Regions from separate parts of the Sus scrofa genome. Here all the other regions are linked to region 3. Evidence: chromatin contacts called from public Hi-C, HiChIP or PLAC-seq and promoter capture Hi-C data. All regions are on one chromosome and are shown on one strand. The core of a region is the stretch at or near the end of the contact, and the rest is flanking DNA. Distances in the headings are between cores, read along the strand shown. Region 1 holds the start of AK3 (GTP:AMP phosphotransferase AK3, mitochondrial). Region 2 holds the start of SPATA6L (spermatogenesis associated 6-like protein). Region 3 holds the start of PLGRKT (plasminogen receptor with a C-terminal lysine). Region 4 overlaps SPATA6L (spermatogenesis associated 6-like protein). Region 5 holds the start of RCL1 (RNA 3'-terminal phosphate cyclase-like protein).

What was found. Promoter capture Hi-C pulls out the DNA fragments that hold promoters and counts their contacts. A called contact is a pair of places that touch in the nucleus more often than the background predicts. HiChIP or PLAC-seq counts read pairs in DNA pulled down with a chosen protein or histone mark.
Region 1: an H3K27ac HiChIP or PLAC-seq map of alveolar macrophages shows a contact between it and region 3. The contact joins the promoter of AK3 here to the promoter of PLGRKT in region 3. A contact is called at or near these places in 2 of 5 promoter capture datasets (fetal skeletal muscle and liver), 18 of 47 Hi-C or Micro-C datasets (adipocytes, alveolar macrophages, brain and 11 more) and 2 of 2 datasets of contacts at active chromatin or transcription factors (alveolar macrophages and skeletal muscle).
Region 2: a contact with region 3 is called in a promoter capture Hi-C map of fetal skeletal muscle, with 3 times the contacts expected there. The contact joins the promoter of SPATA6L here to the promoter of PLGRKT in region 3. A contact is called at or near these places in 2 of 5 promoter capture datasets (fetal skeletal muscle and liver), 3 of 47 Hi-C or Micro-C datasets (embryonic fibroblasts, liver and skeletal muscle) and 2 of 2 datasets of contacts at active chromatin or transcription factors (alveolar macrophages and skeletal muscle).
Region 4: a contact with region 3 is called in a Hi-C map of embryonic fibroblasts, with 2.3 times the contacts expected there. The contact joins the enhancer-like site here to the promoter of PLGRKT in region 3. A contact is called at or near these places in 2 of 5 promoter capture datasets (fetal liver and fetal skeletal muscle), 8 of 47 Hi-C or Micro-C datasets (alveolar macrophages, embryonic fibroblasts, mesenteric adipose tissue and 5 more) and 2 of 2 datasets of contacts at active chromatin or transcription factors (alveolar macrophages and skeletal muscle).
Region 5: a contact with region 3 is called in an H3K27ac HiChIP or PLAC-seq map of alveolar macrophages. The contact joins the promoter of RCL1 here to the promoter of PLGRKT in region 3. A contact is called at or near these places in 3 of 5 promoter capture datasets (fetal liver, fetal skeletal muscle and skeletal muscle), 6 of 47 Hi-C or Micro-C datasets (blood, fetal liver, fibroblasts and 2 more) and 2 of 2 datasets of contacts at active chromatin or transcription factors (alveolar macrophages and skeletal muscle).

Annotation. Positions count from the first base shown.
Region 1 is chr1:217,235,164-217,237,863 of Sscrofa11.1, reverse strand. AK3 (GTP:AMP phosphotransferase AK3, mitochondrial) reads right to left here and starts at 1,303. Exons shown (of 5, transcript XM_021064132.1): 1 at 1,282-1,303. LOC106509181 (a long non-coding RNA gene) reads left to right here and starts at 843. Exons shown (of 4, transcript XR_001306485.2): 1 at 843-1,140; 2 at 2,698-2,700.
Region 2 is chr1:217,286,681-217,289,380 of Sscrofa11.1, reverse strand. SPATA6L (spermatogenesis associated 6-like protein) reads right to left here and starts at 1,420. Exons shown (of 13, transcript XM_021064067.1): 1 at 1,352-1,420. CDC37L1 (hsp90 co-chaperone Cdc37-like 1) reads left to right here and starts at 1,385. Exons shown (of 7, transcript XM_003121918.5): 1 at 1,385-1,730. The coding sequence starts at 1,599.
Region 3 is chr1:216,690,700-216,693,399 of Sscrofa11.1, reverse strand. It overlaps PLGRKT (plasminogen receptor with a C-terminal lysine), which reads right to left and starts at 1,329. Exons shown (of 5, transcript NM_001190217.1): 1 at 1,249-1,329. It also overlaps a transcript of CD274 not described here.
Region 4 is chr1:217,346,101-217,348,800 of Sscrofa11.1, reverse strand. SPATA6L (spermatogenesis associated 6-like protein) reads right to left here. Exons shown (of 13, transcript XM_021064067.1): 12 at 2,091-2,193. The coding sequence ends at 2,104. Among named protein-coding and RNA genes, the nearest start is that of CDC37L1, 59 kb to the right of the region's middle. Within about 2 kb of position 1,425, at least 6 of the 83 cell types and tissues checked have an H3K27ac peak or open chromatin away from gene starts, as enhancers often do. A contact at or near this core is called in embryonic fibroblasts, where this site is marked.
Region 5 is chr1:217,203,593-217,206,292 of Sscrofa11.1, reverse strand. RCL1 (RNA 3'-terminal phosphate cyclase-like protein) reads left to right here and starts at 1,333. Exons shown (of 9, transcript XM_001926437.4): 1 at 1,333-1,707. The coding sequence starts at 1,341.

The sequences.
Region 1 (2,700 bases), core at 54-2,553, 540 kb before region 3:
ATGCTGCGCCCATACCCCAGACCCCCATACCCCAGACCCACATTCCCGGGACCCACTTCTCCGCCCCTGTCCCTCCACCCACAAATCCCACCCAGGCGACCGTGAACCGCTGCCCTTCCCGCCCCGGCTCCCACCTGTGCCCCGAAGCATATTGTCTCGGAGCAGGTCCCCACTGGAGAGGTGCTTCAGCTCGAAGTGTTTGGTGATGCGCGAGGACACAGTGCCCTTGCCGGAGCCGGGCGCCCCCATGATCGCTGCGCGCAGTAACCGCGCAGACGCCCCCATGGCCGCAGAGAGAGGCCTGGGCTGCGCGAACGATGGGGATTCGGCCTGGCTACGCTCTCACCCGCTCGGTGGTCCGCGGCTGAGCAGCTGGCAGCGCTGCGAGCTGGCGTCGGCCTCAGCTCTCAGGCGAGCCCGGAAGTGAGGCGATAGGCAACCGAGCAGCCCCGCCCGCCTGCCCCCAGCGACTCGGGGCACCCCCTCCCCCTCGCCCGGCCCAGCCCCGCCCGCGCAAGTCGAGCGCAAGCCTCGCCCCCTCCGCGCTTCCTGTGAGACCTCTGTGGGCTCCTTCGCCGACCCGCGCGACCCACGTCCCTTAGCGCCTCCTCCCCACTCGCCGGCTTCCCTCTGCACCTCTTTTGCGCCTCCAGGCACCCCCCCCCCCGGCCCCTGAATACCCCCTACTTCCCTCAGGTCCTCACCTCGCACCTGTCAGTGCCTTGCCCTGTCCTGCCCAGTCCCAGCCGGGGAGACCTCGTCCGGTTCCTCGCACACTTGGCCACTCCTCCCGCGTCCCCTTCTGAACCCTGGGCCCCGCTCTGCGCCCCTTGGTTACTGGATATCATCCTTACCTGCCCCCCGCCTGACACCCTTGACGCACCTTTCACGCCGTGCCCAGTGCTGCCGAGTCCCAGAGAGAGGGTCTACCGTGCCGCCCGTCAGGTGCCCTTCCCAACTCCAGCCCCCTCCCCCGCGCGACCCCTACTTGCGGCCCCCTCGCCACCACTGCCCCTGGGTTCTCAGAGTCATCAAACGCTCCCCTTCTCCCCGCCCCCAGCCTGCAGATTTCTCCCTTCCCTTCTCTTCCTCAGTTGCCCTGCGACTCTTCTCCCTGGCTTTCTCGAGCTAATTTTTAAGGTACGTTTATCATAGTGGGTAGAATCACAGTGGGTGACAATGAGCCGATAGGGCCTTCCTCTTCATTTCCCACGAGAGGAATCTAAGTTGAAATTGAGTGAGGTGCTCCATGTCATAGGTCTATTGAGGGGTGTCTCTTACCTCCTAGGACCACACTTTGGGATTCAAAAGTAGTTGTTGCTTGCACTCAGCTGAGCTTGAAAGTATTGGCTCTTCCACAGGCTCCATTTTTTGCCTGTGGCAATACACTGATTACATAAATATTTTTTCAGTAAAATGTCTGCTCCTTAGAATTGAAAGTTTAGTGGTTGAGGCAGATCGTAACAAGGAAACAGAAATATTTGAAGGATAATTTGAGCTCATACTCCGAACAAAACAAAACAATGTGTGGAGATGGTCAGTAAAGCTTTGAAGAAATGGCATTTGCTCTCAGCACTAAATGGGAAGGTGGAGGGAAAGAGACAAAGGCAAGGGGAAAAAACCCTAGAGATGGAATATTTGGTGTGTTCCAGGAAGAGAAACACAAGGCAAAAAAATTGAACCTATTTCCTCTGTAAAATGGGCATGGAAGTTGTTAAAACTGTGTAAAGTACAATGCCAGCTGCAGGGTAGTGTTCAATATTACGTTAAAGTTACCCATCATTGCTATCATTTCTCTGTGTCAGGACATTATACTAAGGCAGAGAGAAGGCTCTGTGAAAAATAAACAAGTGCCACCTTCCTCAGAAGTTACCAAACGTGTGGCCCCAAACTGCTTTTCAATTTAAAAGATAGAAATTATTTCAGAGAGAGGTGGTAAGGGAAAGTGTGCTCCCCAGTGAACCTGAGCTTGGTGAATGGGTGGGGGGATTTAATAGGTAGACAGTGCTGTAGTTGGAAAGATATTTAGTAGCTCGTACATATTTTATTACTAGGAGAGAATGAAGATGAATTAACATTCAACTCATGTAATTAGAAAAAAAAGATTAAAAAAAATAATAACCCATGGAAAACAGGAAGGGATTAAGCAAAGAAAAAGAACATAAATGAAAGTACCAGAAAACTTAAGGAACAGAACTAACAAAAGAATGAAAAAGTCTGGACAAGTAGAAGTTACGAAACACCGGAGAACCTGAAGGTGTGTAGAGAGTCCTAATTTCCAAAGCCAGGAACATTTGAGGGTTTGGCTGCAAAGAGATCTGAAAGAAAATCCTGGGAGATATTTAGCTTAGAAAGAAAACAAACAACTGAGAAATCATTCTGTCATAGGGGAGGAAAAGCTGAGTGTTGTGGTCATATCACCAGGCCCCACAGAGCTGCAGCTTTGCTAAAGTTTGTTGATTATGACCGAGAAATGAATAAGTAACTGCCAGACTGAGAAATCTCTTGGCAACTGAGCTTAGCGCAGTCATTTGGCTGTGCACACACATTCGTTTGGGCTGGTTCTTCCCCCTTCAACTTGCCCTAGTGGTAAACACACTGAGCTCAAACTAAACATTAATACATTGGGAAGGGTGAATCAAAAAGAGATTTATGAAGTGCTCATATGTTGGGGCTTGCCCTCTAACACTCCTGCAGAGG
Region 2 (2,700 bases), core at 171-2,670, 600 kb before region 3:
GATAGAAAGTTACAGGTTAGAGAGGGAATAAGAACCTACATTAGACCCACTGGATAGGTCCATAAGGTATGAATTTGATCTATATTAGCACATTATATCTATTTTTTTTTTTTTTTTGCTTTTGCTTTTTTTGCTTTTTAGAGTCATGCCTGCAGCATATGAAAGTTACCTGGCTAGGTGTCAATCAGAGCTACAGCTGCCAGCCTACACAACCGTTGCTGGATTCTTTAACCCACTGAGCAAGGCCAGGGATGGAAAGGCATCCTTATGGATACTAGTCAGGTTCATTACCACCGAGCCTCAAGGGGAGCTCCCTATATCTACTCATTTTAAAATTGATAATATCCCATCATATTAATATATAACTTATTTAAGATCCTCTATTGATGGGCAATTAGATTGTTTCTTCTTTTTTCCTGGCCACCCACACACACACACAAAACGCTGCAATAAACACCTTTGTAGGTAAATCACTGCTTATTGGTGCAAAAAATAACTTGGTTGGACAATTTCCTGGTATTTAAATTGCTGAATCAAAGCACTTAAACCTCTAATACTGTCAAATTACCCCTCCCAAAAAAGTTACACAAATGATATTCTAATAGCACTTCCTCACACCTTGTCTACACTCGGTATTGACAAACTTCAAAAGATTAAAAAAATGGCGTCTCATTTTTATTTGGGTCTCTTTAATTACAAGTAGGGCAACAAAGCCTGATTGTTAAATGTGCACGTTTTGAAGTTAAACTCCCTGGGCAGATCCTACTTCTTTCCGTTAAAATGTGTGACATTATGCATGCTGGATCTATTTCCTCTTCTCAAGAAAGGAGATAATGAGAGCACAAATCTTTACGATTAAACGAAATAAGCATAAATACAGGAAGCCCTCTCTATGCGCTCGCTATTGGTGGTACACTATTTTCTCAAGCCCTACTCTTTGCAGTACTTTACCTTTGGCATACTCCTTCCCCCGGCCCCGCCCGCAAAGCTTCGCAGAATCTAGGTGTTTGTAACTTGAAATGAGTGAAAAATCGGCGCCGCTTTTCAACTTACTCCCTACTTTAACTGCCCCCACCCCCACTTCAGAAACCGGTTTACATATCAGTGCACAGGAAGGACTTGGTTTTTAAACAATACACAAAGCGGATAACATTTGGTCCGAGCACCCCCCCCCCCCGGCCTCTAGGACCCACCATTTACTGCGTAGGAAACTCCAGATAAATATTTAATACTACACGACCAACAGCGCCGTTAAGGGTAAACCAGCAGCGCTGAAAGGCTTCAGAGAAGGGAGTTTTAAACAAAACTGACTTCCAGACAAAACCCCCTACTTGCAGGCCCCGGGACGCACCTCTGGGAGGGGCCTAGGAAGGCTCCGCCTTCTAATCCGGAAATGACGTTTCAGGTGGAGTCAGTCTTTTTCCGCCGTCTGCCTGTAGCGCTGCCTGGGCTAGTACGGGGCGTGCGTCGGCGTCGCGGCCTGCCAAGGGATTCTGGGTAACGGCCCCCGCCGGCTGGGGCGGCTGGCACCGCGCAGTAGGTTCCACTAACGCTAAGTCGGTTGGCAGTAGAGGTTGTGGGGCTGTGGGCAGCAGGACATGGAGCAGCCGTGGCCGCCGCCAGGACCTTGGAGCCTCCCTCGGGCAGGAGGTGAGGCTGAGGAAGAGAGTGACTTGGATGTGTCCCCTGGTTCTCCCCGCTGCCTGCAGCTGCCCGGCGGCGGCTCCCAGGTGAGAAGGGGCCCGCGTTCTGCGGAGGGGATGAGAAGGTTCCGTCACCAGGCCCCCAGAGTTATCTGTTCCTGCGACCCTCTTCTGTGCCCTGTTCTGAGTCCCCACTTCCCCACCCCGGGCGCCGGGGGCCTGATTCCATCCCATCGCTTTGTAGCATCTACTGAGGTCTTCGAAGAGGGGCTGGCCATTTATTTCCAACCTCCACGCACACCTTTTTCACCTTGGCTAATTTCTCACCCTTGGAAGAAGTTACTCCCCGTCACCCGCCTTTTGACAGCAGCAGATTTAGGTCGGTTCACGCTATAACAGTGACCCTTTGTCCTCTTGTGCCTGCATTTATCCGAGTACTTTATTCTGTTGACGGCTCTAATATACAGTTGATGAGAACAGTGAATGGTTGAGCTCCTGACATAAACGTTTCCGATCCAATTTATTTCACTGACTTTTGACATCTGAGCAAATTCTGTAAAACTCGGCTTTTGATGGCGTAAATCATGCTCACTGATTGGCGTGACCATTTCCCCCTTATGATTATGATTTTAGTTTTGTTTCATACCATTCTGAAGTAAAAACATAAAGGCACGCATTTGCCTTTTCCTTCAGACTTACTCAGATCCCTGAAACTGCTTGTGGTTTTCAGCCCAGCCTTCTTTACTCTGAAAATTATCTGGATGTGATATACTATCATTTAGGGTTTTCCTGGGTCTTATCTTAGGCAGTGCTTACTGTTCATGTCACTTTGTCTTGGAGTATGTTTTTGAAGTATATTTCAGGATCACTGGACTAAACTCACTGAAACGAATTGTAGGTGTCTGCCCTCTAGGCTTCTTGCAAAATGGGATCCCTGAGGGCTTAACTGAATTAATACAGTTTTACTCGGGACTCATCTTGCTAGCTCTTAATGAAAATGAGTGATTTCAATCGTTTTCCAGTAAGTGTAAGATCATCGATCCTATGCCCAGCTCTC
Region 3 (2,700 bases), core at 80-2,579:
GAGTATATAATTGAATTTTTACACCTGCAACAAACATTTATAAAGAAAACAACTTTCCTCTAATCCCATTTCTACACACACACACCGTATGTCAGAGTTATATCCCTTAGAATGCCCCTATTTATAAGAGGGTAGACTCTCCCCAAAGTAGAGTGACAATCCTTATGTCAGTCACCTAGGGAAGAGAAACTATCTGGGAAGTTAGGACTTTGGCTTACATCTTTCTTGGCCTTGTTCTTTTGGGTCTGGATTGTAGTTTGGATGTATTAGAAGATGTTCCCAAGAGTTAAAGGTAGAAGGGGGAAGAGCTCCCCTGTAATTCCCAAAGAAGACCACACCTGAAAAATGAGTGTTTTCAAAACTGCCAACACTTTGTCATTGGAGAGAAATGCCTTACTAATTACAGCTTGGACACTACTGTGTCTCAGAAGGCTAAGAATGCTGATCTGGGTCTCTTCTGCCTTCATTTTTTCCTTTGATTACTCACGAGACCTTAAAAAGGTCTCTTTAATGCTCCAGCCCTGCCTCAGCTGTGCAATAGATAGGGGTATTTCTGAGGAGTGTTGGGGCTGCAAGTTCCAAGAAATCCTCCTTGGGTCACACCTAGGAATTCAGGATTTGATTTTACCTTAAAAAAATTAATAATTCCATGACCTATAAGTGTGTCATCCAGATTTGTGCACTGACTCATTTCCTGAACAAATGACGTATTAACAACCTGCATTTATAACTAGTTGCATGATTACGATCGTTTTCAATGTCTTTGGGTTTCATTCAAATTAGACCACTTCCCCTACAAATTCTAGCTTGCGCGTTCCATTCAAACTAGCGCATTTCCCCTATAGATTCCAGCCCAGAACTCCCACAGCTTCCGGAAGGTTTTCCCTACGTTAACTCCACCTGCGCACCCTGGACCCAATTACTGTAACTTGGGTAACTCCTGCAGTGATATGTAATGATATGTTGATTTCCGTAAACAACTCTCTGCCTACTTCCCCAGCATAATTACAACGTTATGGGAGAGCCCTCAGTCTATGCAAGGGAGAACGACTCCTTCAAACGAGGCTGGCAGTACTGGTCGGCACTAGCAGCTGAGGAAGCCAAGGTCGCTCTTGAGGGGAGGGCGCCCAGCGCGGCCCGTCAAGCTGGGGACCCCCACGGGCTCAGCTCTCGCACTCGCAACTGCGGGGACCCGCCCTCCCCAGCCACCTGAGGCCAGCCTGGCCCGCTCGGCCGGTGCACACTCACTGGGCAGTGGGCAGTAGAGGCGCCGGGTCTCTCCGGTCTCAACGGAGGCTTCCAGGCCTGGCTTCTCCTAGACCGCCGCAGGGAACTGGGCCTCACTCCCACAGTGCCTCAGGATTGGCTGGCCATGACAGACAATTCCGAGCCTCAGCCAATCAGCGCAGCTCTCCTTAAAGGGCCCGCAAGCTTGACCTTGAAGGTCTGGTATGTTCTTTTCCGCCAGGCGCCTGGGAGCGGCGGGTCAAAGAGGAAAATTCAAAACCACAGGGACTCAGCAATCAAATTTAAAGGAGGCAGAGAGAGAGCAGCATGGAAATCGCACTTAAATGACTCAGTGAGGTTTGTCACTTACCCACGAGGAGCTTGAGCAAGTCATGTTCCCTCTCAAAGTAAAACTCTCTCTGGAGAGCTTAATGAGCCATGTCATAGTTATTCTCCAGTAATTAAGTCAACTACCACTTGTAAGGTCTGTTTCGAGAATGTGTCTCATGAGGTTGTCATTGAAATATATATAATCCACAGTTATAAAAATTTGTAAGGGCTTTTCTGCTTTACAGAATGTTTAATGTCGAGGGTAGATCCCCCCCCCCTTTGAATATCAGCACAGACATAGTTTATTTAATTTGTTGGAGCCTCAGTCTCTTCCATCTGTTAAATTGCCACCCATTAAAGTGGCAAAAATGTTAAGGCAGGAAACGAAAAAAGAATAGACCTGGTCAGAGTTACCAATCCAGTTTCTTTGACCGAGCACATCTTTCTCCCCTGCTACCCTGAGAGGTAATCATTTCTTCTCACCCTCACCAGTAATTTTTGTCTTGAGTAAGTCAGGTCCTTCTCTGAGTTTCCTTGAGGAAAAACTTGAGGAACTGTTGGCATACTTTTCTTTGCTACTACACGGCTTGGAAGAATATCAAGGACTTTACCAGGCTTTGGCCTTGAGAAAGGTCCCTGCCCTTAGCCTTGTCTGACCCTCACATCAGTGAAGAAAGCATTTAATCTCCCCCAGGCTCTGCATGTGAGTGAACACCACCCCACCATCTTGCCAGAGTGACCTGGGCACACAGAAGCGAAGCCATTTGGAACTTGGACTCATTAAGAGAGGAAAGCAACTGATATGATATCATTTGAGTGCAGGACGTCTTGGACTCATTAAGAGAGGATAGCAACTGATGTGATAGCGTTTGCACGACATCTAGCATAAGCAAACCTTTATTTGATATCCATCACTGTCACTCTTCATCCTCTCCAAAATTTAACTTTTATCATCTCTACAATAGGACTGAAGCCATTTAATTTATTGGACTGTGAAGACTAAATGAGATAAATATTTAGGCACTTAGCACAGTGTCTGGAACACAGTTAGCATTAAGTAAATAGCAGTAACCAGCAACAGTGGCAACCTGTTACTAACTCTAGGTCTAAAGGGACAAGGAGAAGGGAGCAATTATTAAAACT
Region 4 (2,700 bases), core at 176-2,675, 660 kb before region 3:
CCAAGGCCCAAACCATCCTGAATAAAGAGAAATAAATGTATTCCAACACCTTCCACACACTCCCTAGTCACACAATTGGATTCACTGTTTCTAGTCCAAGCAGCCAGGAGATAGGGACAAGGAGTAGAAACCTGCTGGGTCTTCTCCCAAATGCTCCTCTCCAGGGCTGTCTTCTCAGTGCACAGGGGTGACTCTAGTTGTCCCCTATTAGCTGCTAGACCCTGCTTGTTTGGATCTTCCCTAAATTCACCAAGAACTCAACATCTTTCTATCCAATGCCCCGTTTGCTTAACATGAGCCAAAGTCACCTGGGTTCTTTACACCATGAAAACTTTCACTAACACAGTCCTTCAGAACCCAGCCTCACCAGGAATCCATGACTCAAATGGGGTCTGGAAGAGATGGTATGGAGAGCTTTCAGCGAAGGCATATGAACATATTCCAAACCACTGGGTGGGAACTCATGTTATAAAGGAAACCTATTTCCTAAGATAGAATTTACTAATTTTTTTTCTTACCTTCTCTCTAACCCCTTACATCACAACCCACATATCAGCTGGTTCAGGGCTTTATGTAACTTGATGTTAGCCATGTTGAAAGTTAACACAATTTGGCATTTGGTAATCATGTGGGTCATGTTCCCCAGGTGGTAATTATGTGGGCTGTGTTCTGTACAACCACCTAATAAATGCCCAGATGACTATTTTGGCGACCAGCGATTAGGTGGCCCAGAATCATCCTTTAATCTACCAAGCAGAACGTTCTAAGGTAGAAGCCTACAAAATGGGAAATTACTGAGCTGTCCTCCACATTCCTTTGGCTGAAGGCAGGGAATCCTGGGCATCCCTGGACAAGGTGACTTGTGGCACACTCCCTTATTGTTTAAAAAGAGCTGTAATTATTTCAGTGTTGCTAGAATGAGGGACTACATGATACAACACTACAGGACTTTCATGCGGGATATTCAAGAGCAACATCCATGAGCTCTGCTCGGGTTCCAAAGGGCGCAGAGGCCTTTCTCCTCAGGGTTCTAGTACATACTCTAGGTGTATGGAACAGTGGAATGTAATGGTTAAAAGCATGGTCACTGAAGCCAGATTACCTGGGTTCAGTGACCATGTTACCTTGAGCAAGGTACCTAACCTCTCCTTATCTGTAAAATGGAACCCATGATAGGACCTACTTCATAGTTCGTAGGGTTGTTGTGATAATTAAATATTAACTCATTTAATACAAGTGAAGTATTTGGGCTAGTTCCTGGCACTCAGGAAGCAGTTAACAAGGAAGAGCTATTCTTATCTTGTGCCTGGGTAGGATCGGAAAGAAGAGAAAACCTGAGAAATGAGGACAGCCCACAGTGTGACCAACTTCTTACCACATATCTGAATTTGAGAGTTGCCTCATCACCTCATTCAACAGTCACTCAAAAAATATTTACTGAGCACCAACCACAGTGGAAGGTCATCTGATGCAAGGGTGGTGACAGGACAGTGGGGGGGGGCAGTTAGGTTCTTGTTTAGGGTACGTGGTTTAGTTCACCTAGGTTAAATGGGATCCCATTGTAATGCTGGCTGTAAAATAGTGAGCAGGACAACAGAGGCCCTGACCTCGGGAACGTTTTTGATCAAGTAGAAGGGACAGATTTTTAAACAACTGACCCACATAAAAATATAACAAGCTGTGTCATACTTTACAAAAGAAAAATACAGGGTGCTAAAAGGTGTATGTACCTCAGAGAAGGAGGGAATGCCATGGAAAGTCATGAGACCTGAGGATAAACAGAAGAGATCCAAACAGGATCAAGAAAAAGTATTCCAGGCAGAAAGCACATGCAGAGGCCCCAGAGCAGGAAAGAACTTGTGTTCGAGGAGCTGAAAGAGGGGCCATTATGTAAGGGGAGAGAGAGAGAGAAGGGTATAAGAGGAGGCAAGATTGCTGGCAGACCAATATTATATCGTGTGAAGGAAGAATGTGGTTCTTATCTCCTCCTCAAATTCTGTCCACCACATCTTCTAGTTACTTCATATTGACAGATGGAAACTGAAATTATTTTAACAAATCAAGAAAAGGCATTTAAGCTGCTTACTTACGTAGGACAGCAGCTTAAAAAAATCTCTGCTCATGCACTGGGTATTTCTTCAGAGGGTAGCTTGGTCTTTCAAGGATATAATTTACTTCAGAGATGGAGTCTTCCTAGGTACAACAAAAACAAATCCAGCAATCAGATTACTCATAATATAATCTAGACCAATGATATCCAGATGTGTAGTTTTGCATTTTAAAGGCCTATGAATCCCATATACACCATATGTATTCTGTTCATGATACATGTGTGTAGGTAGATACTATTTCTTTTTTTCCTCCCTCTTTCGTTCCTTCCTTCCTTCCCTTCCTTCTTTTTCTCTCCCTTTCTTTCTTTCTTTCCTCTCTCTTCCTTTCTTCTTTCTTTCCTCTCTCTTCCTTTCTTCTTTCTTTCCTCTCTCTTCCTTTCTTCTTTCTTTCCTCTCTCTTCCTCACTCCCACTCTCCCTTCCTCCTCCCTCCCTTCCTTTCTTTTTACATTTTACAGGGATTCCCTTACTGAAACGATTGAGAATTAACAAAGTAAAGCAAATGACTTTGCAGAGTGGCAATAAGGTAATTCACCATCCTGGTGACGAGAGTAATCAATATTCGTTTTTAAGTATGATCCTACAAATCT
Region 5 (2,700 bases), core at 84-2,583, 510 kb before region 3:
CCTGTTGTGGCTCAGCAGGTTAATAACTTGACTACTATCCCTGAGGGTGCGGGTTGATCCCTGGCCTCTCTCACTGGGTTAAGGATCTGGTGTTGCCGCAGTGTGGCTGTGGCGTAGGTCAAAGATGTGGCTTGGATCCAGTGTTGCTGTGGCGTAGGTCTTAGGCTGCAGCTCTGATTCAACCCCTAGCCTGAGAACTTCCATATGCCACTCTGAGTACAGCCCTAAAAAGATTACACAAAAAAATGGCAATAATGTAAATGGATTACCTACCTCCCTCAGTGGATTTCAGGGCTGATTCTGTTAAATTCTAATAACCTGTCACCCTATAAGAGCTTAGATCTCTCAGTGGATTCCTTGTAGCTGAATCTTATCCACATAGGGCTAGCTACCTTCTTTAATCTTACTCAAGCTCCCACCCCTTCCAGAGCTCCTTTACCTCCATGTATTCTGGAACTCATGATCTGGTGATATTATCCAAGAATGGCTGCAAGCCAACGTTATTGTGGTAACAGATGCTTAACTTTGTAGTCATTTGTTAACTGCATATCACTGAAGATTTTTGAGCAGAGAAGGGACATAATCCAATCTTTGGGAAGATTTTGGTGTGCAGGAGTAGAAGAGGTGCGTGTTTGTGTAAGTTGTATAACTACTCATTTTGAGGCATGTGGCATGGGAGGACCTGACTTGGCAGTAAGGGCAGTGACTGCAAAGGAAGAGACCGCTGTGAAAGAGGCAAAGCTTGGTGTCTCATAAGCAATGGCCAGGTGTCGGAAGACTCGGGTCCAGTGCATGCTGGCAGTGTCAGCCTTGCAATGTTTCTCGAATCTTTTCGCATGTGCAGGTCGGGAATGGTAGTACCTCGTAGGGTTATAGCGGGGAGTGAGGGGACGGCCGCTGGCTGGGCAATCAGTACGGTGTTTGCAACAGGGTAAAGCGCGCCAATCCTGTTTTCTTCTGTGTTAAGAAAACGGCGGAGATAATACCATCCACATCCCAGAGATTGCCGTAAATGGTGATGCTAAATACCAGGTACGAAGTAGGCACTCAAGCCCAGTTGGTCGCCTCCCATTGCCCCCACGCCGGGAGACACCCTCGGAGACTGGCGGGGTAGGCGAGCTCCCTTGCGTAGGCTCACTGGCCAGCCTAGCGCGCTCCTCCCGCGGAGCACTGTTGCTGGGGCCCCGGCAACGCCCAGCCCCAACACAAGCCAATAGTAGCAGGGCCCGGGCACCGCCCAGCTGCAAAACGGGCCAATAGCTGCGCGGCGTGGGCACCGCCCTGATCCAGCACGGGCCAATAGCAGTGTGGCCCGGTTCGGGGGGCCGCCCCCAGCGGGGATGGGAGGCGGAGAGGCGGTCACCCGCTCCGCCCCACTCCCCTCTGACCCGGTGTCTCGTCTCTCTGTCTTCCTGTTCCAAACCACGTGGACGCGCCGGGGGCTGCGGGGGCTGCGGGAGGGAACCTGGGCCGCCACAGCAGCTGTCGGCGCCACCCCAAGAGTCAAGACCCTCGCGCCCGTCCAAAGTCGCCTCGCCCCGGCCGCCCGCTCCTTTGCGGAGAGCGTGCACATGGCGACCCAGGCGCACTCCCTCAGCTACACGGGCTGCAACTTCTTGCGCCAGCGTCTGGTCCTGTCCACTTTGAGCGGGCGCCCCGTCAAAATCCGAAAGATTCGGGCCAGAGACGACAACCCAGGCCTTCGAGGTAACTCCGGGGTTGGGGAGCGCTAGGGGTGGGCGCTGAGCTGAAGAGAGACGGCGCTAATGCCCAGGGGGCCGGTGCGCGGGGAGCCTCGGGATCCTACGGGCGCGTGGGGGAGGGCTCATGGTTTGTACCCTCCACCCCCACCCCCGCACCGGAACGCGCGAGAGGCTGTGCGGGAGGAGGGGTTGAGCCCTGAGGGGTGCGCTCAGCTGCGCTCTGTGCTCGGTGGCGTCTACCCGCGCTGGTAGTAAACAGCTACACGTTTTCCCAGGTTTACGTGTCGCAGCAGATCCCAGGCATCGCCCCCTCACTTGTCTTCAGTCGGTCTTGCTCAGCCATAAATCTTTAAAGGAGAGAAGCAGTTTGTTGGAACGAAATGTGGTGAATGGGCAGATGTAAAGATGGAGAGAGATTTGGAGAGAAAAGTACCACTGATTGGTTCCGTCCTCTGTCCCAAAACAGGTCTCAGAAGCAGCTACCCCCTTGGATACTGGCTGTCCCTGTCGCCATGATTTCTCGGCTGCCCTCACACATCTTGGGTGTGGATTAAAGAATTTTAGAAAATTCTTTGTTTTCAGCCGCGATTGAGATTGATGTGTGCAGGACAAGAGCTTTGAAATAAATTTTTTAACAGTCATGGGCCTAATTGCCTTGACTTTAGTAAAGGGTTGGTGACAAGCGCTAAACTACAGGCTTCCAAGCTATTTTTGCCCTACAAAGATAGATGAAAAATAAGGCCCCATTTAAACCCACATCAAGGTTAATGGCTCCGAGTTTTATCTGGTCCCCTGGAATGACACATATATTTAAAAGCTTCTGCCTGGTTATCCCAAATTGGTAAAATCAGTTAAAGCAAAAAAGGAAAAAACAAAACAAAACCTATCTGCAAATTGAAGGAAGAGAGGGCTTATTTTTGGTCCTGCAAGCTTTCTGGATCCTGTTGATGTGTTTGATTTTGTATTGGTCCCTGCATATTTCATCATCTCTCTGAAT